Linked DNA regions of Pan troglodytes: region 1 is linked to region 2. The links are chromatin contacts, called in public Hi-C maps. All regions are on one chromosome and are shown on one strand. The core of a region is the stretch at or near the end of the contact, and the rest is flanking DNA. Distances in the headings are between cores, read along the strand shown. Region 1 overlaps RPL3 (ribosomal protein L3). Region 2 overlaps PDGFB (platelet derived growth factor subunit B).

The links. Hi-C and Micro-C count contacts between places; a contact is called where the count stands out from the background.
Region 1: a Hi-C map of induced pluripotent stem cells shows a contact between it and region 2, with 3 times the contacts expected there. The contact joins two enhancer-like sites. A contact is called at or near these places in 5 of 7 Hi-C or Micro-C datasets (blood, induced pluripotent stem cells, a lymphoblastoid cell line and 1 more), 1 of 1 datasets of contacts at active chromatin or transcription factors (stem cell-derived excitatory neurons) and 1 of 1 other capture datasets (stem cell-derived neural stem cells).

Annotation. Positions count from the first base shown.
Region 1 is chr23:41,304,134-41,310,854 of NHGRI_mPanTro3-v2.0_pri, forward strand. RPL3 (ribosomal protein L3) reads right to left here. Exons shown (of 10, transcript NM_001280414.1): 9 at 6,531-6,650; 10 at 6,224-6,324. The coding sequence ends at 6,280. Among named protein-coding and RNA genes, the nearest start is that of RPL3, 9.6 kb to the right of the region's middle. Within about 2 kb of position 2,773, at least 7 of the 24 cell types and tissues checked have an H3K27ac peak or open chromatin away from gene starts, as enhancers often do. A contact at or near this core is called in induced pluripotent stem cells and stem cell-derived neural stem cells, where this site is marked.
Region 2 is chr23:41,173,636-41,180,697 of NHGRI_mPanTro3-v2.0_pri, forward strand. PDGFB (platelet derived growth factor subunit B) reads right to left here. Exons shown (of 9, transcript XR_008541827.2): 9 at 5,623-7,062. It overlaps LOC129138513 (a long non-coding RNA gene), which reads left to right. Exons shown (of 2, transcript XR_008541830.1): 2 at 1-110. Among named protein-coding and RNA genes, the nearest start is that of CBX7, 24 kb to the left of the region's middle. Within about 2 kb of position 2,061, at least 14 of the 24 cell types and tissues checked have an H3K27ac peak or open chromatin away from gene starts, as enhancers often do. A contact at or near this core is called in induced pluripotent stem cells and stem cell-derived neural stem cells, where this site is marked.

The sequences.
Region 1 (6,721 bases), core at 1,523-4,022, 130 kb after region 2:
CCAGCTGGTCCTCCTCTGTGCTTGGATCCCCATCTATCAAGTGGGGGTGACAGGCAGCTCCTTGCTGCCCCCTGTTGAGGGGTTTCTGTGCAGTAAGGCACACAGTCCTGCCTGGCCCAGTGCCTGGGGCCCGTGAGTCTTCAGTAACAGCGGCCATGGTGGTGACCATCGCCTGGGTCCCTGCTTGTGCCCCGGGCTGGCTGACCAGGCTCAAGGACGGCCTGGGGTGGAGGTCTGCTGGAGAAGCCCACTGGGGAGGAGACAGCGGCCAGTAGGATGGGGAAGTTGGCGAGGCAGCTATCTTTAGTGCCTTCCCTCACAGCCGTTTTCCTCTGCCGGGCTAAGCAGGACTCTGGTGGGGACCGGGTGGGGAGGGGTCACTTCTCCATAGTCACATGAAGCCCAGTGACCTGAAGGCCAGCTGTGCAGGCTCAGGGCCCAGCGAGGGTGGGGCTGGCTGTGGTACCGGGCTCCAGGAGACCTCATCCGTAAAGAAGCAGGGGCCCACTGTAGGAGCCTGGGAGAGGGTAGGGGGCCAAGGAGCATTGGGGGTCGCAGTGGCTGCTGGGAAACAGTGTCCCTCCAGTCCTCACCCAGAGCTTTCGCAGCCCTCCTGCACCAGGACGGCGTGGTGTGATGGTTGTGCGCTCGTGTCTGGAGCCTGGATTTTATATCCCCGCCTTGCCACTCCAAGAGTCTGACCTCAGAGACTGTGACTTAACCTTGCTGAACCTCAATTTCCTCCCTGTGAAAACAGAAGTGATGCCGGGGCTCAGTGGCTCACACCTGTAATCCCAGCACTTTGGGAGGCCGAGGCAGGTGGATCACCTGAGGTCAGGAGTTCAAGACCAGCCTGGCCAACATGGTGAAACCCCGTCTCTACTAAAAATACAAAAATCAGCCAGGCGTGGTGGTGCGCCTATAATCCCAGCTACTCAGGAGGCTGAGGCACAAGAATCGCTTGAACCCGGGAGGTGGAGGTTGCAGTGAGCTGAGATCGCGCCACTGCACTCCATCCTGGATAACAGAGTGAGACACTGTCTCAAAAATAAGTAAATAAATAAATAAGATAACTCTGGGCTGGGCGAGGTAGCTGAACGCCTTTAATCCCAGCACTTTCTGAGGCTGAGGGGGGAGGATTGTTTAAGCCTAGGAGTTCGAGACCAGCCTGGGCAACATGACAAGACCCACTCTCTACAAAAAATACAAATATTAGGCCAGGCACGGTGGCTCATGCCTGTAATCCCAGCACTTTGGGAGGCCGAGACAGGTGGATCACGAGGTCAGGAGATCGAGACCATCCTGGCTAACACGATGAAACCCTGTCTCTACTAAAAAATAAAAAAAAATTAGCCGGGCGTGGTGGCGGGTGCCTATAGTCCCAGCTACTCGGGAGGCTGAGGCAGGAGAATGGCGTGAACCCGGTAGGTGGAGCTTGCAGTGAGCTGAGATCACGCCACTGCACTCCAGCCTGGGCCACAGTGCGAGACTCCATCTAAAAAAAAAAAAAAATACAATATTAGCCAGGCATGGTGGCACACACCTGTAGTCCCAGCTACTCGGGAGGCTGAGGTGGGAGGATTGCTCGAGCCTGGGAGGTCAAGGCTGCAGTGAGCCGTGATCGCACCACCGCACTCCAGCCCTAGGCGACACAGTGAGACCCTGTCTCAAAAAATAAAAATAAGGTAACTCTGAAAAGAGTTGAGTACAAACCTTGGCACACCATAGGTGCTCAACAAATGAGCCCTCTCCTTCACCCTTGAGGCAGCATTCATTGGCTTTACCGACCCCTGGTAGCCTAGAGTGAGGGTGAAGAGATGCCTGGGCTCACGTCCCAACCCCACCAATACAGCACCCCTGGGCAAGTTATTCATCCACAAGCCCCAGTTTCTTACTGTAAAATGTGATCATAACAGAACCTGCCTCAAGGAGTGAGCCTGATGACTTTTTCTCTGTGTGAAATGCCCAGTGCCTAATACAGAGCAAGATGCTCACAATGATTGCTGCCTGCTGTCCCGCACACTGCCTTGACCTGTGAGTGCTGCTGATTGTGGGTGAGCGGCTGGTGAGGTTGGGCTCTGGATGGTTCCTGGATGCTCCCTTCCTCCCTCACTCTCAGGCCCGTGGAGTTACCGCAGCGCCCCCATTATCTGTGGTTTCACTTTCCTTGGTTGCAGTTTCCAGCAGTCAGCCACAGCCTGAAAATATTAAAGAGAAAATTTCAGAAATAATTCATAATTTGACATTGCATGCCATTCTGAGCAGGGTGATGAAATCATGCAGCGATGATCGTGACTCATTCCTCTGTCCAGCGTCTCCGCACTGCAGGCGTTCCCGCCCGTGAGTCACTTTGTAGCCCTCTTGGTGATCAGAGAGAAAAAGCCTAATCCACAGAGGGTTCCGTACTATCCGCGGTTTCAGGAATCCACTGGGGGTGTTGGAGGGTAGGGGGCTACTGTAATTTCCTGCCTCCCGTGAGGTTTGCATCAGGCAGTCTCCTGTCGGTGGCCTGGCCTGGGCTCCTGAGACTGCTCCTGAAAGGGAAAGGGACTTTGGGCTCCTGGGAACTGCCCAGGAGGCAGGGCAGAGGGACCCCCAGAAGTTGCAGCAAGTAGCTGCATTATCAGCTACGAGGTTGAGAACCAAGGGGAGGAAGGTGAGCTGCCAGCTGCATGGGGCTACATCTGGGTAGGGGGACAGAGACAGAGCAGCACAGCCCCCGCCAGCAAGGCTGTCAACGAGGATCTAGGCAGAGAGCAATTTGGGGTGAGCCCACAAGGTGGCGGCCAGCCACTCACCCCTCTACACCCTGTGGCCATCCCCAGGTGAGCTGAGCGAAGTCCCTGGCTCCGTCACACCTTTTAAGGCAAAGGCAGCTCCTGCCACCACCTCCCTGTTCCCACTTGCTCAGAAATTCCCAGCAGGTATTTTTTCTTTTTTTCAGGAGGAATGGAATGAGACTTCTTGTTCTGTCACCGCAGGATTCCGGCAAGGCCTGTCTAGGGGTTCTGGAGAGAAAAGCGTGACAGGAAGCGCATGCCAGCAGGCACTTGGAGATGTACCCTCGGTGACATGCACAGGCACGGCAGCCGCCCCACCCACCACAGGCCTCCACTCGGGACAGCGGGGCACACGCACAATACAGACGAGGCCCACGCACAATACAGACGAGGCCCAGAGATGCAGAGACCCCCAACAAACCTTCTCCATGCTAGGGAGACAGGAGATCCAGCTGGGAATGAGCCCATATCATGAAGCCCCTCCCTCAGGAGCTCATACCGGAGCCCAGGAGCCTTGTCCCACCCCAGGGCCTTCGCACTCACCATTCCCTGGCGGGAGTGAGTGTTCCAGCACAGGGCTCCACAGGCAGGATCCTTGATACCTTTCAAATCTCAGAGAGGCCTCCCCGACCCCACCCACATGACTCCATCCCAGTGACCTGTTTTATTTCCTCACAGCCGTCTTCACTTCTAAACTGGCTTTTTTCTTGACAGGATCTTGCTCTGTCACCCAGCCTGGAGTGCAGTGGTGCAATCATGCATGGCTCACTGCAGCCTTGACCTCCCAGGCTCAAGCGGATCCTCCCACCTCAGCCTCCCAAGTAGCTGGGACTATAGGCATGCGCCACCATACCCAGCTAACTTTTAAATCTTTTGTAGAGACAAGTCTCACTATGTTGTCTCAAACTCCTGGGCTCAAGCCATCCTCCCGTATCAGTCTCCCAAAGTGCTGAGATTACAGACGTGAGCCACCACACACGGCAGGCAAGGAAGGGCTGAGGGGCTGTCAACAGCAAAGGCTCAGCCCCCAGTCAAGCCAGGCTGCCCGTGAGAAAGGCTTTCTGTGCACTTGGGCACATGTGGACAGGTACGGGTGTGACGCCAGCCTCCACTTGCAGCCTGCAGGTGTGTCTGTGGTACTGGGTGCCTGTGTGTGTGTCCTGAGCCTGGGGGAAGACAGACAGACTACCCCTAGGGGCCTTTGTTCTTTGTGTCCTGTCATCCTGGCCATACCCAGAACTCGGTACAGAGCCCTGGACAAGCAGCAAGGCTCGGCCAGGACATCTCAGACCAGCAAACCCTTTCCTTTCTGGGCTGGTAGGCAGCGGGGCTCCAGGCCCAGCCTAAGGGATGGGGAAGGGAGGGGACAGGCTGGGACCCCTGCCCAGTCAGCATCCCCACCAGGACAAGATCTAACCATGGAGACTGACAAAAGGCAGCACCCAGGAGACCAGGCAACCAGGTCTCACACCTGGCCCTGCCACTAAGGTGCCTGGTGGCCTTGGGACAATAGGTCATGACCCATTCCAGCTGTGCACTTGACTCCCATGACTGCGGGGCATCCGAAGACCCTGATGCAGAAAGGAACCCTGCCCAATCCAAAACCCCTAGCAGGGCCCTCTTGCAGGGCACGTGCCGCACACTCACCCCCTGGTGGCTCCAACCTGAAGTGCAGCTCCAGTCACCTAGGCCCAGGCTGCAGAGCCAAAGATGGGAGGGGCTGCAGGAAGGAGGGTTCTGCCTTGAGACCAGCTGCCCCAAGCCAAGCTCAGAAGGGGCTGGAGACTTGCAGGGTGGACAGACACACGTGGGGAAGGTTCCTGCTGCACACAACTCAACTCTGACCTGCCCCTGCCTCAGGACCTACATGGCACTTATCCGCTCTGCACCTGGATGACTTTTTTTTTTTTGAGACGGAGTCTCGCTCTGTCATCCAGGCTGGAGTGCAGTGGCGCCATCTCGGCTCACTGCAAGCTCCGCCTCCTGGATTCACGCCATTCTCCTGCCTCAGCCTCCCAAGTAGCTGGGACTACAGGCGCCTGCCACCGCGCCAGGCTAATTTTTTTGTATTTTCAGTAGAGACGGTGTTTCACCGTGGTCTCAATCTCCTGACCTCTTGATCCGCCCGCCTCAGCCTCCCAAAGTGCTGAGATTACAGGCGTGAGCCACCGCGCCCGGCCGACTTCAAGATATTTTAGTGCTTCACCCTGCACCCTCAGGTCCACAGGGAGACAGTGACAACTTGGGCATCTCCACAACTGTTCTCCCGCAGTCCCACACACCCCCCGAGCCCACAGGTGCACCCTGTACGCTGATCCTCAGATCCCAGCTATTGCCAATCCATCCAAATAAACAGAGACTCAAACACACAGTTAGGGTCCCGGTGACTAGCAGGCCTGCCAGACACCGCTGGGTGGACAGTCAGCTGGCGCAGCTGGGGACTCTATCCACAAGTAACTCAGCGAGGGATGGAGTACAGCACAGCGCCTGCTCACAGCCACAGCACCTGAGTCTGAGGGAGCAGCTTCGACGGCATCAGGGGACCTGCATCCTGGTAGAGCCTAGGTGCAGCTTGAGCAAAGACAGGGAGTCAGCAAGTGGGTCCAAGCACCAGGGTCTGTGCTGGGCTTCACCGAGATCACCAGGCTCCAGGCCAGGTCACAGGGGTCAGTCCAGAGCCTGGGGGCTTCCTTCAGCTTACAGCAGCAGCTGCACCCCAGCATCCTGGGCTCCAGGGACTGAGGGCAGCGGGCACTCAACGTGCAAGTCAAGAAAGCACGTAAGTCCCATGCCCGAGGGGGCTGGGGTACAGGGGCCATCTCCAGTGGGAACAGGGACTGCACCAGCCAAGTCCCAGAAGGCAGACCCCAGCCCAGAGGGGACACAGCCCTCTGCCACACGTTCCAACTAGGCTTCCAGCTGCCGAGCCGGGGAAGTCCCTTAACCTCTGTGCCTGTGTTCATGTTCTCCCAGTACCAGACTTGGGGTGCAGATTACAAGAGAACCTGAACAAGCCTTAACTGGAAGCCACCCTTCCCTGGATTAATTTAAAACCAAACGAACTTTTTAACCCACGGTCTGCCTGCACACCAGCATCAAAGGCGCCAGGGAACATCCAGGCCTCCCTGTCTCCTTCCCGTCTCCACAGCACTGGCATCACCCAAGCTGTGCAAACAGCAGAGACCCAGCTGCCTCACCCTGGTGACAAACATTTGCACAATGCCCACTGCTCCAGGCTGGATTTCTACAGCTCAGCGGCAGAACCAGGCCCAGCTTTTACCTCCCTCCAGGGACTGAGGGTGGGGGACAGAGTGGGAGGCCAGAGGGCAAACCCAGCGAAGCTACAGAAAGGAGGGCAGTGGCCTTGGGGAGCACGAGGCACCTCAAGGGCCCCCATCTGCCTCCCCAGTCCCAGCCTCTCTCCTGAAGAAAGAGGCAAGATGTCAGTGGAAAATAACTTTTATTGAGACCCCACCAACTGCAAAATCTGTTCCTGGCATTAAGCTCCTTCTTCCTTTGCAATTCGGTCTTTCTTGAGTGGTCCCTGTGGGGAGAGAGGCAGTGGTCAGAGGTAGAAGATGACAGGTGACAGCAGATGCCCACTCTAGAGGGGACCAAGACTCTGGGCCAGTCTCCACAGCCACAAGAGAGGCCTAAGGCATCAAGACCACCCCTACCCCGGCTGGAGCCAAAGGCAGGCGGCTGCCCAAGCCACCGCACCCAGCGAGGGGGGCAGGCAGAAGTGCTCACCATGAATGCTTTCTTCTCCTCCATGGTCTGGAAGCGGCCATGGCCAAACTTGGAGGTGGTGTCAATGAACTTAAGGTCAATCTTCTCCAGAGCCCGCCGCTTCGTCTGCACCAGCAAGGACTGTGGGCCAAGAGGGGAAGGGATTTAGGATTACGAGGAGCCAGGCTTTCCTCAGCACTGTTCACAGCGCC
Region 2 (7,062 bases), core at 811-3,310:
CCACCTTGGTCAGGCTGGTCTCGAACTCCTGACCTCAGATGATCTGCCTGCTTCGGCCTCCCAAAGTGCTGCGATTACAAGCGTGAGCCACTGCGCCCGGCCTGATTGAATACCTATTATGTCTCATTATTATTAAGTTCAAAAGAAAAGAAGCCAATTAGCAGACCCCAGATTCCCTGACCTCCCATCCTATGCTGTTTCCTGGTGCATCCTCCACTCCTAATCCACACGGAGGCATCACCCTAAATTACCCGGCTGCACATATCACTACCCTGGTCAAAAGCCCCCAGCAGTTCCCCGGTGCCTAGGGTGTCAGCTCCCGACTCCTGGCGGTGACACTCAAGACCCTCTGGGATCCGGCTCCAGCCTCTTTTCCGTGGGATCTCTCTATCTTGTGACACCAACTTCGACTACAGGTGCGCAGATCTGGGTCCCGTGGCCAGAACACCCTGGGCTTTCTCACCACCACGCCTGTGCTCCTGCTATGCCCTTGAGTGGAACAGCTACCATTTTTGTCCTTACCCAACAAAGTCCCGTCCGCACTTTCTGGCCCATTTCCCCCAGGTGGCCTCTCTGACCACCTGGAGCCAGGCTCTGAGCCTCAGTCAGCCTCCTCGCCTAAGCATCCCGTCCCCCACTCCCCGACCGGGCCCTGCAAGGCCAGCTCTATCACCAATCATTGGCAGGAACCACTGGGGTAACAGCAGGTGCTGGACCGATCCACATGGCAAGGGATGGCCTGACCTGCCCGTGTGGTCAGAGTCCAGCTCTGCCACTGTCCCACAGGGATCATTCTTATCCGTCACATTCCTAAATGGACTAGAATGGTGACCTCCTCTGCCCTGGGACCCTACTCTCTCCAGGCAATGGAGAAAGAGCCAGGGGTCCCCCCACCACTAACTGCCCCACTGACACTGTAGGGTCTCTTCCCATAGTCACGGTGCAGGCATCAACCAGATACCAGACTAAATGGGATTATCCAGACAGGACCACTGGGCCAGAGCCTTCTGCTGGAGGGAGGGAGCTTTGCTCCTCCCCTACACCCTCCCTGTTCCAGGGCTCAGTCCCTTCCACAAGGTCCCACCAAGCCTTCACAAGCCTGCCCCGTCTAGCGATGGGGAGCCCCATACCCCCTGGGGCATCTTGTCCATCTCTGATAGTTAGTTCAGAGCTGAGCTAGCTGCCTCTACGGAATTTCTGCCCCATTCATTCATCCTCTGTGAGTTCCTTCTGCACGCATGAGCACCTACTGGGTGCTAGTTGATGTGCCAGCTCGCCTGAGCTATGCAACACCTCTGTGAGGTGTGAAGGCGGATGCTGATGACAGTGATGGTTGCAAAACCAATGAGGAAAGTGAGGTGCAAAACCAATGAGGAAAGTGAGGTGCAAGAGAGATCGCCACCCACACAGAATCTCACAATCAGGCAGCGGCTGGGCCAGGAGTAGATTTTCCATCTGGGTGACCCAGGAGCCTGTGCTCTTTCTTCCACTGAACTGAATACGTTCCCTAGCAGGACTTAGGAGGGGTAATACTTGGGGAGGTGGGGGCAGGACTAGCCTATCCAGTCCCCCAAAGCCTTCAGTAGAGGGCACAGAGCTGGACCTGGGTTGGGGTTACCAAGGGTAGCCAAGGGTAGTTTTGGAGCTGCTGCAGCCGCTGCTCACCCCCGGGAGCCTCCTTCTGAGAAGGAAGTATTATTGAGCCTACATTGTGTTGGGAGGGAAAACGTGGGGTCCTTGGAGCCCTGCCAGCCCCCTGCCTTCAGGCTGTTTGGCTTTGTTTGTTTTTTTGGTCTTTTTTTTTTTTTTCCTTTTTCTTTGGGCTGATTGTTCTCATTAAATCTTTTTGTCCTGTTTTGTTTTTTACGGGGCTGACAATGCTGCTCAGTGCTTAGCGCGGCTTCCTGTGTTTCTGCCCCAGCGCAGGCCTCGATGGGGCTGTGCTTCCTGTTGTGAGCCGTCGCCATGGCAACTGGAGGCCTGGTGGGCTCCATGGGGGTATGGGGAGGGGTGACATCAGTGACGTCACCGGGTGAGAAGGCAAGGGGCAGGGGTCTGGAGGGGGTTGCATGGGGGAAGGGCAGCCAGCAGCCAGCCGGCGCATTGCTGGGAGCTGACTCACAGCCCGGGAAGGGGAAGAATGCCCTCACATTCTTTTGGGAGGTAAACAAGGTCAGGGAATGCGGCTGGGATCCTGTTTACCTGACCCTGGCCCCCCGGGGGACCCGAAGCCCTTACAGGACAACACACTGGAATAGAACCAGCCAGACTTGGGGGGCTAGGGAAGCAGGGGAGAAGAGAGGAACCGTGAGGGGCCCCCAGGTGGGGGCCAGAGACAGAAAGACCAGGATTCCAATCACATCTCCACTAGGTGACAGCGTGACAGCTCTATGACTCTGAGCAAGCCACATGGCCTCCCTGTGCCTCAGTTTTCCCTATTTCTAAATGGGGAGAATTTCTCGTGTAGATGGTCCCTTGGTGTCCCATCACTTTGGGCTGGTTTCGGGGGTTGCGAGGGTGGCAGCACAGCCCGTGCCTCTGCATTTTCTCCATTCTCCACCCGCCAAAGGCCTGATCCAAGGCTAGGGTCTCCACGTCTCTGCCTGCACCTGACCCTGCTAGGGTAATGCCCCAGACCTGTAGCCAAACCAAAGGGCCGAGGTGGGCTGGCCTCGAAGGGAGGTGATGGGCATGCAGCCCAGGGCAGGGCGCGGCACCTCTAGGACCCCAGGGCTGGAGTCGGTGCAGCTAGCCCCGCTCTCTCCCCCGACCTGTGTCCCCCCTTCAGCTCTCTCAGAGCCCCACCTCTTATCCCTGAACCTCCAGAGTGACGGCCTCCCCTGCTCATAAGGAAGGGTCCAGAGGAGCCCCTCCTGGTGCCAATGGTCTGTATCCTGATCAAACTCTGGGATTCCATGGTGCTGAGATCTGCAAGAACAGCCCCGGGGGCAGGGCCGGACCCTGTGTCTCTAAGACAAACCTTTGCCACCTTTGAAACGGACCAGCTGGGAACAACGTGCCCTTCCCCCACAGGTGCCATGTGAGGGCACAGGCCATGCCCCCATGGCCACAGTTGAGTTGGGGCCACCTGGCCTATGGCTGAGAGTCTGGGTATCAGAGTCTGACTGGCTTTGCGGCTTGCTAGCTAGGGCCTTCGGGCAAGCTCCTTAGCCTCTGTGAGCCTCAGTTTCCTGATCTGCAAAGCAGAAGCTCCCAGGGTTGATGTGAGACTGAGTGAGTTAATTCACATGAAGCCCTTAGCGCATAGTAGGCCCTCATATGTGCTGAACCCACACAGAGCCAGCCCCCACAGACCCCTGCATCCTCCGCAGCAGCACCCAATGCCCCCGTCTCTGAGGGCTCCCCTATGCTGAACACCCGTCCCAGTGCAGGAACAGTGCCCACCAGATGCCCCATGGTTTTCCCATAAAGGGACCGGACTTGGGTTTCCCTGGACAGGGAATATCCTGTTCTGGGCTGGCGGGGGGGAGGAAGAGGAGCGGGAAGGACACGGCGGCTCCGCATTCCTGGCATTCTTGGCGGCCGCCCTGTCCAGCTGCCTCGGCGCTGCCGGGGGCCCTGGCCTACTGCCATGCTGGCCCGACACGGCACAGCAGCACCCCGCTTGGGGCGCCCCTTGGACTTGGGGTGATAGGGGACCCATCTTGTGCCAGTCCCACGCATCCCAGACTATCGCAGAGGCAAATGAACCCCAACCCTGGAAGCAGAGATTCGGGGGCTCTGGGAGGAGTCAGTTAACAGGGGAGGAGTTTCTGCTTTCAGTTCTACCTTATGGGGCTCCCTAGCCCACCTACCATCCCCAGGGAAGCTCTCGGGGTCAGGGCCGGAAGAGGGGAGAGGTAGAAGACTCCTGGGTTCTAGTCTCCAGTGCCCGGACAGCCACTTCCCCTCTCTGGGACTCAGTATCTCTGTCTGCAAGATGGGAGGCTTTGATCCCTTCCTTGGGCAACCCCAGCATTGCTGTCCTTGTCACGCTCTATGGCATCATCACTGCCTCTCTGCAGAGCCTGTGCCTCTGGCTAAGGGCAGGAGCCCATCCCTTCTCCGCGACTCAGTATCTCTGTCTGCAAGATGGGAGGCTTTGATCCCTTCCTTGGGCAACCCCAGCATTGCTGTCCTTGTCACGCTCTATGGCATCATCACTGCCTCTCTGCAGAGCCTGTGCCTCTGGCTAAGGGCAGGAGCCCATCCCTTCTCCGCACTGGGCCGGGCCTGGTGGGATATAGTGGTTCCCACCGCCACGCAGCCATGGTATGCAGGATTCGAATATTCAGAGGGGAGGGCCTGGGGGCGGTCAGGCTCTGGAGCCCTCACCCTGGGAGTGCCTTTGGGGTCCTAGGAGGAAAGGGGTCCTTGTCCAAGATCCCACAGCTAGCTCGGTCAAGCTGACCCGGGAATCCGGGGACTTGCTGTTCTGCAAAACCACCAGAAACTAGGGTAATTCTTTTCCATGTTTTTCTGCAAACGCCCCCTAGTTTCAGGCCCAGAGCAGTCTCGGGAGAAGCTGGGAGCTGGAGGCTTCAGAGACCTCCACTCTGCAGGAGACCAAGTCCGCTCCCCATGCTGCCCTCTGCCCTTGGGGAGCCTGGAGGGGGCTTCCAGGGCCGGGAGGGGACAGGCAGGAGGGGCTGCAGTGGGATGGATGCATCTGGGCTGCCAGTCTCTAGCCTCCCACCCTCTCCCTCCCCTCTCCTGCTGGCTCGAGGACCACCCCAAGCCCCTGCCCAGTCCTGGGAACTCCAGCTCCATCTGCACTGCAGGCCCCGTTTCCCACTTCAACAGCTCACGGTGGCTCTGGGCACAGGGACCAGAGCAACCTGGTCCAGGCCACAGCGAGAGGCAGGAGCAGCTCTTCGCTGGAGTCATGAGCCCTGAGAAGTCCCTGGGCCTCTGCACCTCCACTTGACCATCACAGGGTTAGAGGATGTGGTCCCTGGGGCCAGCCCCATCAGTCCTCTGTGGTCCCAGGATTCTGAAATTCAACTGTTTGGTTCTGAGACCATCAGTCACCTCCTTCTGCATGCCCTTGAGAGAGGATTAAGCAGAGGAAGTCCCTCCCTGTTACCTGCTCTTCTCTAGGGCTCACCCTGCAGAATTCAGCTCCCATCCAGGCCAGGGCCCTGCTCCCAAGGACCCCATCTCCCTACCACTTGACCCCCCCGAAAGGCCAGACACCCCCAACGCTATTGCCTCCGCCTTCCCCTGGTGCCGCCCGCCTGCCTGTCCCGCCTGCCTGTCCCACCCGCCTGTCCTGTCTGCCTGGCTGGCTGGCTGGCCATCTGTCTGTCTCTCTGTCTGTCTGAGGGACAGTAGGAGGAAAAGGCTGGAACCCCACCCTGCTGGGTCCACATGTCCAGGGCATTGTTCAGCCTCCTCTGGGAAATCACCTCAATTGTGAGGCTTAGGGGCCACTGCGGCACGGCCGGGTATGTTTACAGATGCGGGGGTGGGCAGGGGTTGTGTCTGTGGAGGAGGATGGGCACAGGGGGTGTCACGATCATCTGTGTGTGGCAAGCTTGATTAAATAATGATAAAATGACGAAATGGAATATTATGCAGCCATCAAATACGAGACCTTTGAAGAAGAGTGAGGACATAAGAAATGGTCCCAATGTAAGATTTACTAAAAGGGAAAGTGCACAATGAGAAGAAGTCAAAGTGACCCACCAAATGCTAATCACAGTGATCTCTGCGCGGCCAAATCATGAGTAATTTCCTATTTCCTGTGTATTTACGGTGTATTTTCAATGTTTTTGGCAATGAGCACGTTCGTTTTGTAATCAGAAAAAGGAGAATAAATGTTGTAAAAATCAAATTAAAGATGAACTAGAAAACAAATGAACATGACTAAAATAAAATAAACTCACTGGGCATGGTGGCTCACACCTGTAATCCCAGTTCCTCAGGGGGCTGAGGCAAGAGGATCACTTGAGCCTGACAGTTTGAGACCAGCCTGGGCAACATAGTGAGACCCTGTCTCAAAAAAAAAAAAAAAAAAGAAATAAAATAAGGCCAACAGAAAAGACTAAACATAAAACTAAGGCAAATGTTCAACTCCAGTTAGCAAACACTGAGTGGGCGCCTGCTGTGTGCAGAGGCTCTGCTGAGTGCCGGGGTTACAGAAATGAAGGAGACAGAGCCCTTGGCGAGTTAACTGTCCATCAGGAGGGTGGGAGAGTCACCAGTCATGAGGCCGGCAGACACAGGTAGGACATGGTACCCCTCAGGAGGGCACCGGAGAGAGGGAGACATGGATGAATCAGGAGGCCTTCAGGGAGGAGGTGACAGCTCACACAGAGGCTGGGGACAGGGGATGTGGTCCTGGTGGGAAATATGGCCGGTGGTGGTTGGAGGGTCCGCTGGTTGCACGAGCTCAGTTTAAGTATAGCGTGGGGAAGATAGGCTAGCTTCAACTCGCTACAAGTCTGGAGTGCCGGGTGGAGAGAGATTCTTAGCCAAGTGGGCATTCCTCAGGAAAGAACACAGGGAATGGTCAGCCATTCATTCACTCATTCATTTATTCAATTCAACAACTACTTCTTGAATACCATCCACACGCTAGGCACCGTGCAGCTTCCATTCAAATGCACGGAAATGGGCAGGAAAGCAACCAATGAGTAAAGGGAATAGAAGTTGGTGCTGTGCGGAAGGATGGGGCAGGGTCCAGAGGTGGGGGTAGCTTGATGTGGGGTGGCCAGGGAGGGCCTCACAGACTAAAGGAAGTGAGGGAGTGAGCCCACTGAGGTTGGGCTCTGTAGGAGGAGGGCTGTCAGCAGAGGGGGCCCAAGCAGACAGAGTCAGGGTAAAATCCCATAGGTCCTTGCAGGCCTTTGTAAGGACCTGAGCTGCGGCTCTGAGTGAGGACCGGAGCAGGAGCCGGAGCAGGAGCCGGGGAGGGTCTGAGCAGAGAAATGCATGATCTGACTTAGGCTTAAGGAGCCTGTAGGAGGGGAGCTGGCGGGGCTAGGCTGGGTCAGCAGCCGTGGAGAGGGCGAGGAACAGAAGGCGGAGCCAACAGCAGTACGGCCTATCTGATGAAGG